2 separate regions of the Sus scrofa genome follow, and region 2 is linked to region 1. Evidence: chromatin contacts called from public Hi-C data. All regions are on one chromosome and are shown on one strand. The core of a region is the stretch at or near the end of the contact, and the rest is flanking DNA. Distances in the headings are between cores, read along the strand shown.

Evidence for each region. A called contact is a pair of places that touch in the nucleus more often than the background predicts.
Region 2: a Hi-C map of skeletal muscle shows a contact between it and region 1, with 4 times the contacts expected there. The contact joins two enhancer-like sites. A contact is called at or near these places in 2 of 5 promoter capture datasets (fetal skeletal muscle and liver), 22 of 47 Hi-C or Micro-C datasets (adipose tissue, alveolar macrophages, brain and 14 more) and 2 of 2 datasets of contacts at active chromatin or transcription factors (alveolar macrophages and skeletal muscle).

What each region holds. Positions count from the first base shown.
Region 1 is chr14:73,384,219-73,390,694 of Sscrofa11.1, reverse strand. No RefSeq gene overlaps it. Among named protein-coding and RNA genes, the nearest start is that of PALD1, 14 kb to the left of the region's middle. Within about 2 kb of position 3,959, at least 24 of the 83 cell types and tissues checked have an H3K27ac peak or open chromatin away from gene starts, as enhancers often do. A contact at or near this core is called in fetal skeletal muscle and skeletal muscle, where this site is marked.
Region 2 is chr14:73,438,812-73,445,228 of Sscrofa11.1, reverse strand. It overlaps PALD1 (paladin), which reads right to left. Exons shown (of 22, transcript XM_021073790.1): 2 at 1,033-1,246. The coding sequence starts at 1,217. Among named protein-coding and RNA genes, the nearest start is that of PALD1, 41 kb to the right of the region's middle. Within about 2 kb of position 3,583, at least 13 of the 83 cell types and tissues checked have an H3K27ac peak or open chromatin away from gene starts, as enhancers often do. A contact at or near this core is called in fetal skeletal muscle and skeletal muscle, where this site is marked.

The sequences.
Region 1 (6,476 bases), core at 2,710-5,209:
GAGCGGTGGGCAGGGAGGAGTCCTTGCTCACCAGAAACATTCCAGGAGAGGCCACAGCCTCCCGGACTTACAGGGAAGATCCCGGACTCCACGAAGCTTGGAACCCACAGGAGCCGGCAAAGTGCCCTGGAAAGATCACTGGCTCAGGCTCAGCCTCCTGAGTTCTGGTCTCAGCACCAGTGCTCATGGGCTGTGCTATTCCATCCAGGTCACCCACCCTCTCTGAGCCTCAAAGAACCTTAGTGCCAGAAGAGGGGTAGGAAAGGGACACTCTCACACTCTTTGACGGTATCTCTCCACATGACAAATGCACAGGCTCTTTGCCTCAGCAATTCCATTTCTAGGAATTTAGCCTCAAGACATGTCTATACATATGAGATTGACAACTGCGCAAAGTTAGTCCTAGTCTGCGATGGAGAGAGATTAGAAATAGCCAAAAAGTCTGTGGACAGAGAGGTAATGGGCTAAATAAACTCTGGAACATCCAGAAACTAGAACTGCCATGCAGCTCTCTTAAAACACAAGGCAGGAGTTCCCATCGTGGCTCAGTGGTTAACAAATCCGACTAGGAACCATGAGGTTGCAGGTTTAATCCCTGGCCTTGCTCAGTGGGTTAAGGATCTGGTATTGCCGTGAGCTGTGGTGTAGGCCGCAGACGCAGCTCGAATCCCACGTTGCTGTGGCTCCAGCATAGGCCAGCAGCTGTAGCTCTGATTTGACTCCTAGCCTGGGAACCTCCATATGCCATGGGAGCGGCCCAAGAAATGGCAAAAAGACAAGAAAAAAAAAAAAAAAAAAAAAACAAGGCAGATGTTATGATGGCTGATTAAAAAATGATCCCTAGGAGTTTCCTGGTGACCTAGTGGTTAAGGATTCAGCATTGTCACTGCTGTGGCTCGAGTTACTGCTGTGCCTCAGGATCGATCCCTGGCCCAGGAACTTCTGCATGCTGCAGGAGTGGCAAAAGAAAAAAAAAAATATGATCTCTAGAGCTGGGAGCAAAGTTCAGGAGTGGACAAGGACAGAGATGATCAGGGCAGTGTGGTCTGTGACAGTGGGTGCTCAAGCCAGCCTTAGCATCTGTCTCTAGGGAAATAGATAAGTCATGTGGACTCCCATCCAACAAGGACACCCAACAAGCCAGGTGTACACAACCCAGAAACATGAAAACACAGTATCCTGCAAGAAAAGTAATAAAATAGAGCTGTCAGCCATACAACAGCATTGATGGAAAGTAACAACATCCATACAAAGAAAAAAACCATAGTTTGTAAAAACGAGGATATGTGCATTATGCAAAAACATTTATCAAACATACTACCATGGGTGCCTATGAGAAAAACGGATGAGATGAAGGGAAAATGAAACAAAGAGACAGGCTTCATGTATAGCGATGATGATTAAGGAAAATTAAGTGATTAAGGTAAGCAGGAAGGAGGGAAGCAGGGGAGGAAGTCAGGAGAGGAAATTTCAGGACAAGATCTCTAATATTTTAGCACTTTAAGAGCTGTAAATATACTGTCCCTCCCTATCCATGGGGGATTAGTTCCAGGACCCCATGGGTACAAAATCCACAGATGCTCAAGTCCCTTTATTTATTTATTTATTTATTTATTGTCTTTTTAGGGCCGCACCCACGGCATATGGGAGTTCCCAGGCTAGGGGTCAAATCGGAGCTGTACCTGCCAGACTACACCAGAGCCACAGCAACGCGGGATCCGAGCCGCATCTGCAACCTACACCACAGCTCACGGCAACGCCGGATCCTTAACCCACTGAGTGAGGCCAGGGAGAGAATCTGCATCCTCATGGATGCTAGTCAGTTACATTTCCGCCAAGCCACGGCGGGAACTCCTTCAAGTCCCTTTATAGTAGTACAGCCATGTCACCTCTGTGTACAGTACGTATCAGCTGATGCAGAACCTGTGAATACGATGGCTGCCTATGCAAACATACACACGCATACTACAGCTGACCCTTGAAGAACACGAGTTTGAGCGGCAGGGGGCCACTTACACGCAGATCTCTTTTCCATGAATACATACTACAAGACTCACGGTTGGTTGACTCTGGGGATGCAGAAGAGGGGGTGCAGCCAGGGGCCAGCTATAAATTAAATTACACGTAGATTTTCGACTCACAGAGGCGGCACCCCTCACCCTTCCCATACATTAACTGTACAGATCAACCATACATTAATGACCTCTAAAGTACAGGTAAGAAACCAGTGACTTCAGTTGCCTCCAGCAAACTAGGTGGCTGGGGCCTCGAGCAGGAGGGAAACTTTTCGCTGCATACCTTCTTATGCATTTGAACTTTGTTCCGCGTGGATGTGCTATCTAGTTTTAACTAGGAATTAGCTGGTAGGCTTGTATACACCAGGTCAGTCTCTGGAAGGATACAAAATATGCTGGAAAGAAGCTTAACCCTCAGAGGATCAAAGAGGCTGGAGGAGGGAAGCAGAGTTTCTCTTCACTCGCTATCCCTGTGCACAGTTGGGTCTTATTTATCCTGTGCACCTGTGATGTAGTCTAACATTTGTCATGTTTAATTTTTCTTTTGAACACTCTACATATGCAAAAAAGTAGAGATTCACATAATTGATTCCATATACCTATTACCAGGTAGGACAATTATCGATTTTGCCACACTTGCTTCATCTATGGTTATATTGTTTTTCTCTTTTGGTTTTCTTTCCAGAGTCTTTTAAAGCAACCCCCCAAACAGCACACAATTTCGCCCCTATATCCATCACAACATGATAAATGTAATAAATGCATATTAAAGCAACAAAATTTAAAATTCCTATTGTGGTTCAGCAGGTTAAGAATCCAGCATAGTGTCCCTGAGGATGTGGGTTTGATCCCTGGACTCCCTCAGTGGGTTAAGGATCCAACACTGCCCTGAGCTGTGCTATAGATTGCAGACGCGGCTCAGATCCTGTATTGCTGTGGCTGTGGTGTAGGCCAACAGCTGTAGCTCCAATTCGACCCCTAGCCTGGGAGCCTCCCTATGCTGTGGGTTCAGCCCTAAAAAAGAAAATAAATAAATGAATAAATAAATACATAAATTAAATAAAGCAACAAAATCCAAGAGGCCAGACAGCATACCCTGCCAGAAATGGAGGATTTCCTGCATGAAATCTCTGAGGGACAGCAGTCCTTGCCTCTGCTTGACTGCCCCCAGAGACAAGGAACTCACTCCTGACCCAGTCTCCTTGTCTGTCTCTTTGTTGTTGTTGTTCTGTATTTTTAGGGCTGTACCCATGGTATATGGAGGGTCCCAGGCTAGGGGCCGAATCGGAGCTGTAGCTACTGGCCTACACACAGTCACAGCAATGCAGGATCCAAGCTGCATCTGTGACCTACACCACAGCTCACGGCAACGCCGGATCCTTAACCCACTGAGCAAGGCCAGAGATCAAACTTGCATCCTCATGGATATTAGTCAGATTCGTTTCCACTGAGCCACGACCGGAACTCCTCCTTGTCTGTCTTGACGGCCTAGAGTGAGGTGTCTCAGAAGGGGCAGATACCACCCACTTTCCCTTTGTTGTTGTGGAGGCACCCAGTCACAGGCAGGGACAGCTCAAAGCCACAGAGAAACAGCCCAGCTCATCAGAACCCCTTCCTCCCCAAAACAAACTCAGAAGCACAATGAATACATACTACAAGACTCACGGTTGGTTGACATTCCTGCACATTCCTGTAAACTGGACGCCACTAAGCCCTGCTGGCTGGGAAGGCCTCTCCAGGCACCCTCCACCCGCCCCGGGCCATCTGAGACAGGCATTCACTGTCCTGGCAGTCCAGAGTAAACTCAGGGCCAGGACTCAACAGTTGTTCCCACCCAGCCTCCGTGTGCACTTGAATCACCAGCGGGAGGGGCTGGACCACAGATTCCCAGGCTCCACTCCAGGCCTCCTAGGCCGGAACCTGCAGGGCTGGAGCCTGGGAAAGCCCCCTGGGTCGTTCTAAGGCAACAGTCAAGTGTCTGGTGCTTGGGAACAACTGGGCCAAGTGGCTCTGAGGCCCTCTTCTGGCTGCAACAGGCCAATCCAACTCTCAGCAGCCTGCCTTTGTACCAAGACTCTGGCCTGCCGCCAGCCACCAGCACAGGGTAGAGGGTTTCCACCTGTGGCTGGCAGGGGATCAGGGTATGTCAACTCCTCTTAAGAGTGTGCTGGCAGAAATCCCCTGGTGGCACAGCAGGTTAAGGATCAGGGGTTGTCACTGCTGTGGCTCAGGTCACTGCTGTGGCATGGGATTGATCCCTGGCCTGGGAACTTCCACATAGCGAGGGCAAGGTGGAAGGAAGGTAGGAAGGAAGAGGGAAAGAAACGGGGTGGGGGGGGAGGAAAGAAGAAAGAAGAAAAAGAGAAAGGAAGAAAGACAGATGGAGGGAAGAAAGGAAGGAAGGAGGAAGAGGGAGAGAGGAAAGGAAGGAAGAAAGAATGAATGAATGAAGGAGGGAGGGAAGGAAGGAGGAAGAAGGGTATGCTGGCCACAGCTCAGAGGAACACGCACAGCCCCCCAAGTCCAGGGTGCTGAGACTAAGGGCGTGGATTCAGAGACGGCCTCTTGCCCCCTCCCCTGCATGGTCTTCCTGCTTCCAGAGGAAGGGAGACACGGACCATTTACTATGCACCCCGGTTCATGTGCCTTAACTCACGGAAGCTCCACCCCTGCCCCATAAGGCCGAGCCCCCTGATCCTGCTTAGCAGATGAGGAAACTGAGGCTCAGGGAGATGCACTCAGCCACTCCAGGGCACACAGCTGGTAGGGGACAGAGCTGGGACTCACCCCAAAGCTCCCTTTTCCTACCCACAACAAAAGCTCAGGCTGCCCTATGCTCTAGCAACCCAGCTAGACATCCAAGGTCCCCTCGGTCTGCCCTGAAGTGTGGTCAGCATATTCTACTCAGCAAACCGGGCAGGCGTCCCCGGGTCAGGGCACGACTTCCACAGCACATGTCAGTTACAATCCTCTAGAGGCACGAAGGCAAAGTTAGCAGTGCAAACGGGTTACTGGGGGAAATGCCTGTGAGAGACAAGGGGCAGAGGGGCAGGGGGGAGAAGGCAGAGCGCACACCAAGCTGCAGGTCTGACACCTGCGTGAGAATGGAGATGGATGGAAGGTGGGGAGGAAGAGCCTCAGGCTCAGCGCCACCGGAGACCTGAGGAAAGGCTGCCCATTAGAGGCATCCTGCATCTGGCAGATGTGGCCCAGCTCTAGCACCCCTGCTGGGCTCAGCCACTGGCCAGGAGCAGCCCAGGAAAGGGGTGGCCTCCGTGTGAATCGGCAGTGGATCCCAAAGGTGCGGCAGCGAGGGCAGTCAGCTAACTGCATCCTGCAGCAAGTTCTCTGCAAGGGGGCTCAGATCAGCACACCTCAAGGCTGTCGCCCCTGGCAGGACCCGTGAGCTTGCTGACCCCTTCACCACTAGGCAGTGAGCTTCTCAAGGGCAGGGGAAGGCACACTGTTCATTGCTGTGTTCCAGCCCAGGGCACAGCATATAGTAGGAGCTTAATAAACGCTTGTATAACTGGCCAGACCTGCCCTCCAAACACTGCAGGGCAGCTGCTTCCACTTTACGAGGTGGTCTTGGGCAGAGGAACATTTTTGAAGGAAGAAGTTCAAATCCTGAGTTCTTATATTTGCAAAGTTTGGACTCAAAGACTGCTTTGGGGTTACAAAGGGCTTTCTGGAAATTACCATGAAATTACTATTTTCAGCAAATGGGAGAAGGTGCCACTCCCACCTCCCAGAGCACTGAGGTGATGTCACTCATCTGAGGATGGCTCTCCTGATGCCAAAGCCCGCTGTGCCCTGTCCACCACAGCAGGTTCACAAGAAGCCCCGGGCAGGGACTCCTCTTGGGGCAAAAGCAGGGAAAGGGGGGTCACACTTGGGCCCTGGGGAAAAGAAGCTTCCTTAACCTTACCTCATACTCCCTCACCTCACCTTCTTTTCAGCCAGACAGTCAGGCCACCCCTCTAACTGAGCAGAAACCAAGAAGAAGGTCCTCGTGACCTAACAGTAGAGCATCTGACTCCAGAAAACCGAGAGGCGGGGCTTGATAAGGATCATGACCAGAGAGGCAGGGTGCACAGAGCCCCTGACTGGGCTTCTGGGGACCTAAGCCCTAGGCTAGTTCCTGCCTCACCATGTCTACACCAGGCAAGTCAAGGAAACTCTCTCGGCCTCAGTCTCCTCATCTGTAAAATGGGATAAAAATTCTTGCCTTGCACACAAACACAGGTACTCTGCTCAGACCCCCCCTGTGGTGGGTAGGTGGGCAAATTGCCCATGTGATGGCAAGTGACAAACTTCACACAACTCTGGTACACGGTCAGGATACGCTCCATGGTTCTCCTTCCACTGAACATCGGGGCTGAAGGGCCTTTTGTGGAGATTTCACCCAACTCCCCACCTCACCCAAGAACACTCCCCACAGTATCTTGCTCCGTTACGGGT
Region 2 (6,417 bases), core at 2,334-4,833, 55 kb before region 1:
AATCTTTTCTGCTCCCCTATCATGAGCGCAGCAATGTATTATGACTACAATGCCCCTGTCAGGCCCCAAAGCCAGCAGGCCGGACTTATCACTCCCACTCCTCAGGTTTCCATACACAGAAAGCCCCACCTGCTACGGCTCTGCCTAATGTTTACGCATGGCACATATTTAAATCTTAGTTCATCAGGTCCCACTTCCTCCGTCCTGAGGGGGTCCAGAGGCAGGGGAGCTCAGCGGGCAGATGGGATGGAAGATAAGTGTTCTTGATGCACCAGGAGGCGGGTCCAATGCCCCTTCTGTCTCCTAGCCTCAGGCTGCCAGTATTCACTCCTTCACTGGCCCCAGAGGACACATGCAGCGTGTCCGGGTCTCTCAAAATATGGGGCAGAACAAACCCTCGGTCCCCCTGGGAATGTCCCTGAAGGACCTAATTAGGAAAGCTGACCAACAGCCTCCAGCTTTTTCAGCCCAAGGCCCTTTAATAGCCTGGGGTTAACCTCAGTTTTGAACCATAATTACAGGTGGTGGGGGATAAAAAAAAATCTAAATTTTATGCATCAAAGTATATAAACTTCCTTTAAAAATGTTTAGCCAAACTCTACTCTCAGGAGCACCCGCTGTGGGACAATGGGATCAGCGGTGTCCTGGGAACCCTGGGACTCTGGTTCAACCCCTGGACCAGCACGGTGTGGCCCAGATCTGATCCCTGGCCTGGAAACTCCATATATGGCAGGGCAGCCAAAAAAAAAAAAAAAAAAAAATTTACTCAACAGGGTGCCCCCATTCAGGCAATGCCCCCTCTTCATGCTCCCTAGCCATGTGGACATGACAAATAACATGGGCTAAGAGACACTGGCTCTACCATCTACTTGCTGTGTGACTCCAGACAAACTGCTTCACCTCTTTGGACCTCAGTGTCTTCATCAAGGAACAAGGTTTGGAGACCTTAAGTGCTATAAGCCACCAACCCTCCCAGAGGCTCCCCCCAGCCATGTCTTCTGGGGACATGGTCACACTCGTCCGGCCACTCACGTGATCACGACGGGGGCCACCTTGTTGGGGATGATGGACTTGGCCTTACTGTTGGGCAAGCTCGCGGTCTGGAAGGAGTGGACGCTGAGTGAGTGCCGACCATCCATCGTGCTGCCGTCCTGGAGGCCCTCAAAGGGGGTGCTCGCTGAGACCGTCTGCTGGGCTGTGCTGGCCGTTGTACCCATAGTCTGCCGGCGGCCTCAGGACCCAAGACCTGTGGGGTAAGAGGGCACGTGGTCAAGGAAGGGTGGGAAAAGTCACAGCAGGAGGGACCTAGGCCGGAGTCCCCATTGCAGCGCAGTGGAAATGAATCCAACTAGCATCCATGAGGACATGGGCTGGATCCCTGGCTCGCTCAGTGGATTAAGGATCCAGGGTTGCCATGAGCTGTATTGCAGGTTGCAAATGTGGCTCAGATCCCACGTTGATGCGGCTGTGGCATAGGCCGGGAGGTGCAGCTCTGATTCCACCCCTAGCCTGGGAACCTCCATATGCCATGGGTGCAACCCTAAAAAAGAGAGAAAAAAAAGCGGGACCTAGGTCACCCCTCACCCCCACCCTATGTACAGAGTCTGAAACCCAGAAAGAGCCAGCTCACTCTGCAGCTGAAGACAGAGGTGGGTCCTGCTCCCCCCACCACCCCCACCCCTGCACTGTGCCCAGTAAAGCACATGTTCACCGAGTCCCTACTGTGTGCACAGCCCTCTGCGCTGCTGCTTTGGGGAGAATTATGGACATGGAGTGACAAGACAGCGTAGCCCCTTACCCCTTATGGTTTACACTCCCTCCCCGGCAAAGGTAAGACAGGGAGGGGTTAGCCATCCCGCCCCTCTTCCCCGCCAGGCCTAGGGCGCTAAGTGGCTGGGTCCTGGCACACGGAGGGCAGGGAGAAGTGGAGGCTGTCACCGAGCGAGAGGCAGAGGGAAAGTCAGCAGAGGATTTGAAGGATTTAGATGAGGTGAAGGATTTGGATGGGAACGGGAGGCAAAAGGACATTCTGGCTGTGAATGTCACCAACAGAGGCCAAGCGAGTCCAGACTGGGCAGGTTCTCAGCAAACCAAGGATACAAAGAAAGCGCCAGCGCCTGATCTCTACATCAATAATCTGAACATCGTCAACAACACCCCAACAGCAAAGCTTCTGCCCGACATCTGGCAGCTGGGCATCCTAGTGGACTCACAACTCCCCCTGCAGGGCTTGCTCCTGGGGAGGGTTAAGGACGTGTGCAGACTGGGCTGTAAGGGTGTTTTGGTGGTAGCAGTGTTGTTGATAGTATCCAAACACTGGAAACAACCTGCAACAGGGGATTTGTTGAATACATTACAGGACATCTCTAAGGTGCAATGTTAGCCTGAAAAATACCACACTGACTGACATGGAAGGGTATCTAGGCAACAGGAATGGAAGGACAAGGATGCAAACCAAGTACAGCCATTTCATTTTATTTTATTGTATTTTGCTTCTCAGGGCCATACCCATGGCATATGGAGGTTCCCAGGCTAGGGGTCCAACTGGAGCTACAGCTGCCAACCTGTAGCAGCAACTCCAGATCTTAGCCTCGTCTGCGACCTACACCACAGCTCACGGCAACGTTGGATCCTTAACCCACTGAGCAAGGCCAGGGATCGAACCAGGCTTCCTAGTCGGATTCATTTCCGCTGCGCCACAATGGGAACGTCTATGGTCCCATTTCAATACATGGATTTTAATACACGAATGTGTATCAGGAGAAAAGCCTGGGAGGATACCCATCAAGATGCTAACCTGAGTCATCCCCTGGCGATGAGATTAGAGACCATTTTAATTCTCTCCTTTCTCCTTATTTGCATTTTCTACAATTTTTTTCCTCTGATCACTGGGTAATAAAACCTACTTAAGACAAATAATAGAGTGGCTGAGGAAACAGGCCAGGAGAGCTGCTAAGAGCTGGAAGAGGATGTGGGAAGACTGGCTCAGGGGTCTGAGAACCAGGGCCACTGGGAAAGGAAGGGGCTGAGAATTCCACACTTTCTGGGAATCAGCAGCAGCGGGCTCCACATGGCACTGATGGTCCAGGATCAGGAGAGGGAGGGAGCGACCTGCCCCGCCAGCCCCTATCCCCGCCTGGACCCTGAGCTGGCTCCACTCCGCAGAAGCAGAGTCCTTCCCTGAAGATCCCCACCCCCTTCCAAGCTGCCCTCAGCCATCCACACTCACCCCCACCCCTGACCCCACTCTCACCCCTGCCCTCTCATAAGCAGCAGCAGCACCTCAAGAAGCCAATGGTGGGGTCAGGGGTCACCATGAAGCCTAGGCAGCAGGTAGGTCTGAAGGCTGAGCTCACAGTGCCCTCTCGCCCCAGACCCCAAATCAAGAGTTCCTGGTCCTGAGGCAAGTGCTTCCCATGCCTCCCGAACACACTGACTGCACTCGGGCTCCCTGTCCCCGGGGCCACCTGGACAGCTCCCTATCATTCCAGTCCTCCCTGCTGGAAGGAGCTTCCCCCTCCCTCTCCCATCTGGAAAGGGCTGTCTGCGGCCCAGCCTTGTCAGCTTGACAACTCCCAGCAGCCGGGGGACGGCTCGGCTAAGACGCGCGCCTTGGGTTTATAAGAGTCTCATCACGGCTCTCCACACCCAGGCTCGCTCTCGCTCGCTCGCTCGCTCGCTCGCTCTCTTTCTCTCTCCTTCTCTCTCCTTGGTGGAAGATGGAAGGAATGAACCTCTGTTCCCAAACAGAAACAGAGGCGCTCAGAGCGGCTAAGGGGCTCCATAGTGGATCCCCAGCTGACCATCAGCAGGGCCAGAACCTTCTCTCCACTTCGCCTGACGGGGTGGACCCCCAGCATGGCTCACCAGCGTTCCCCAGACCCCTCTCAGCAGTCTGGGCCAAGGAGGCGTGGGTGGGAACAGCCGCCTCCAAGAAGAGGGGCACAGCGACAGTCACTGAAGGAGGGGGTGATGGACATGGGAAGGGCCTGTGGGAGGCAACAGCTGGCTACAGCTGCCAGGCCAAGGCTGGGCCCTGCTAGAACGGGGCTGGGCCTGACACCTCCCACTCCCCTCCCCCACAGCTCCAGCTCTGGCCGTCCTCTGCTCTCTCGGGCTCCACAGGCAATGGCAGTCCCAGCTAATCCCCGTAAGGACAGCTGGAAAATACAGATGTGCACAGCTGCAGGCTGCAGCAATGAGAGAAGGACCGTATCCTCTGAAAGTTGACCTATTTCCCAAATGTCTAAAGGCGGGTGAAACCCCAGGCTTCCCAGGCTTCTCAGTCGGTAGCTCTGCCCCTGAAACCTCCCAAGCCCTTCTGAAGTGAGCCTTGCCAACAAAGGGGGCTCCATCCTGCTGGACATCCTGCTGGGCAATTTACTTTTCCTCTCTGGGCCTCCGTGTCCCCAGCCATAAAATGACAGTGACAGATGGGATGGTCTGAAAGCCCTTTCCATCTAGCCAAGTGGATCTGGCTACTAAGATTGGCAGTCTGACCATCTGTGACCAGGGCCGGGGTGAGCAAGGGCAGGGATGTGGGTGGGGGCCCTAGTGTTCAAACCTCTGCAATGGGGAGGGTGGGGGAGAGACTGGGATGAGCCCAAAGAGTAAGTGGAGTGGCGGGGAGGTGGCTATGAGCCAGGATGATTTGCAAACAATTATGCCTATTTCCCTAACTTCTAACTAAAACCTAGCATTTTCTTCAATCATGAATGAAGGCCAGAGTTCCCACTGTGGCTCAGCAAGTTAGGAACCCAACTAGTATCCCTGAGGATGCAGGTTCAATCCCTAGCCCTGCCCAATGGATTAAGGATCTGTCATTGCCATGGCTGTGGTATAGGCCAGCAGCTGCAGCTACAATTTGACCCTAGCATGGGAACCTCCAAGATGCCATAGACCCTAAAAAGTGAAAGGAAAAAAAGAAAAAGAAAAAAAAAAAAAAAAAGGAAGGCCAGCCCTGTCATGTCACGGAGTCTGGGACATGGCCACCACTGAGCTCAGAGACATTTTCTCATCACACGGCAGCTGGGCAGGTTCTGGAAACGGGGCAGGCACTCAGCACGCCCTTCACATCACTGTAATCAGACCTTAGCTCCTTGCTCCCAGACCGCAGATGACAGGACTGCACAACTCTGGACAACTCTGTGCCTGGTGGTCTCGGGGCCCCACATCGGATCCCAGGTTCTCACGGCTGCATCTCACTCAACAAGTGTGAAGAACACAACAATCCAAGAGGCAAACCTAGCCTCACTTTAGGAAGCCAGCTGTAGGGAAGCTGCCATGCAAAGTGGGGTTCTCAACACCTGGGACAATCAAACTAATTGCCATCGCTCCGAGTCCATCATGCTAGGCAGTGTCCTCAAAGGCATGCCCCAGCTGAATGTCTCCATCAAAGCTGAGCAACACCAGCCCTTTCTCTGGAGTGTCTTTTTTTTTTTTTTTTTTTGTCTTTTTGCCATTTCTTGGGCCGCTCCCACAGCATATGGAGGTTCCCAGGCTAGGGGTCGAATCGGAGCTGTAGCCACTGGCCTACACCAGAGCCACAGCAACGCAGGAACCGAGCCGCATCTGCGACCTACATACACCACAGTTCACGGCAACGCCGGATCCTTAACCCACTGAGCAAGGCCAGGGATCGAACCCCCAACCTCATGGTTCCTAGTCGGATTCATTAACCACTGAGCCATGACGGGAACTCCACCCTGGTGTGTCTTTAAAAATAAAATTTAGGAGTTTCCATCGTGGCTCAGCAGAAATGAATCTGAATAGCATCCATGTGGACGCAGGTCCGATCCCTGGCCTTGCTCAGCGGGTTAAGGATCCAGCGTTGCTGTGAGCTGTGGTGTAGGTTGCAGATGCAGCTCAGATCTGACATTGCTGTGGCTGTGGTGTAGGCCACTAGCTGCAAGCTCCCATGCGACCCCTAGTCTGCGAACTTGCATATGCCGCAGGTGCGGCCCTAAAAAGACAAAAAATAAAATAAAAAATATAAAAATAAAATGTAACCTTAACTTACTTAATGGATTATTTCATGGACTCAGGAGCAGATATTACAACTATACCAATTTGGTTTAGTATATTGACAGCCCTCTCAATAAAATGTACTTCCTCTGTAACACCATATACTTAGTTTTGTCTCTTTAAAAAACCCCTTCTCTGAGAAGGGATTGATGAGCTTCTGCCATATTGCTAGAGGGGCTCTTGGTAAATCAGAAAAGGGAACCATTGGAGTTCGCACGGTGGCGCAGCGGGTCAAGAATCCGACTGCAGTGACTTGTGTAACTACAGAGGTACAGGTGTGATTCCCAGCCCAGCACAGTGTGTTAAGGACCCAGTATTGCTGCAGCTGTGGCTCAGATTCGACCCCTGGCCTGGAATTCCTATATGCTAGATGCAGCCGAAAAAGGAAAAAAA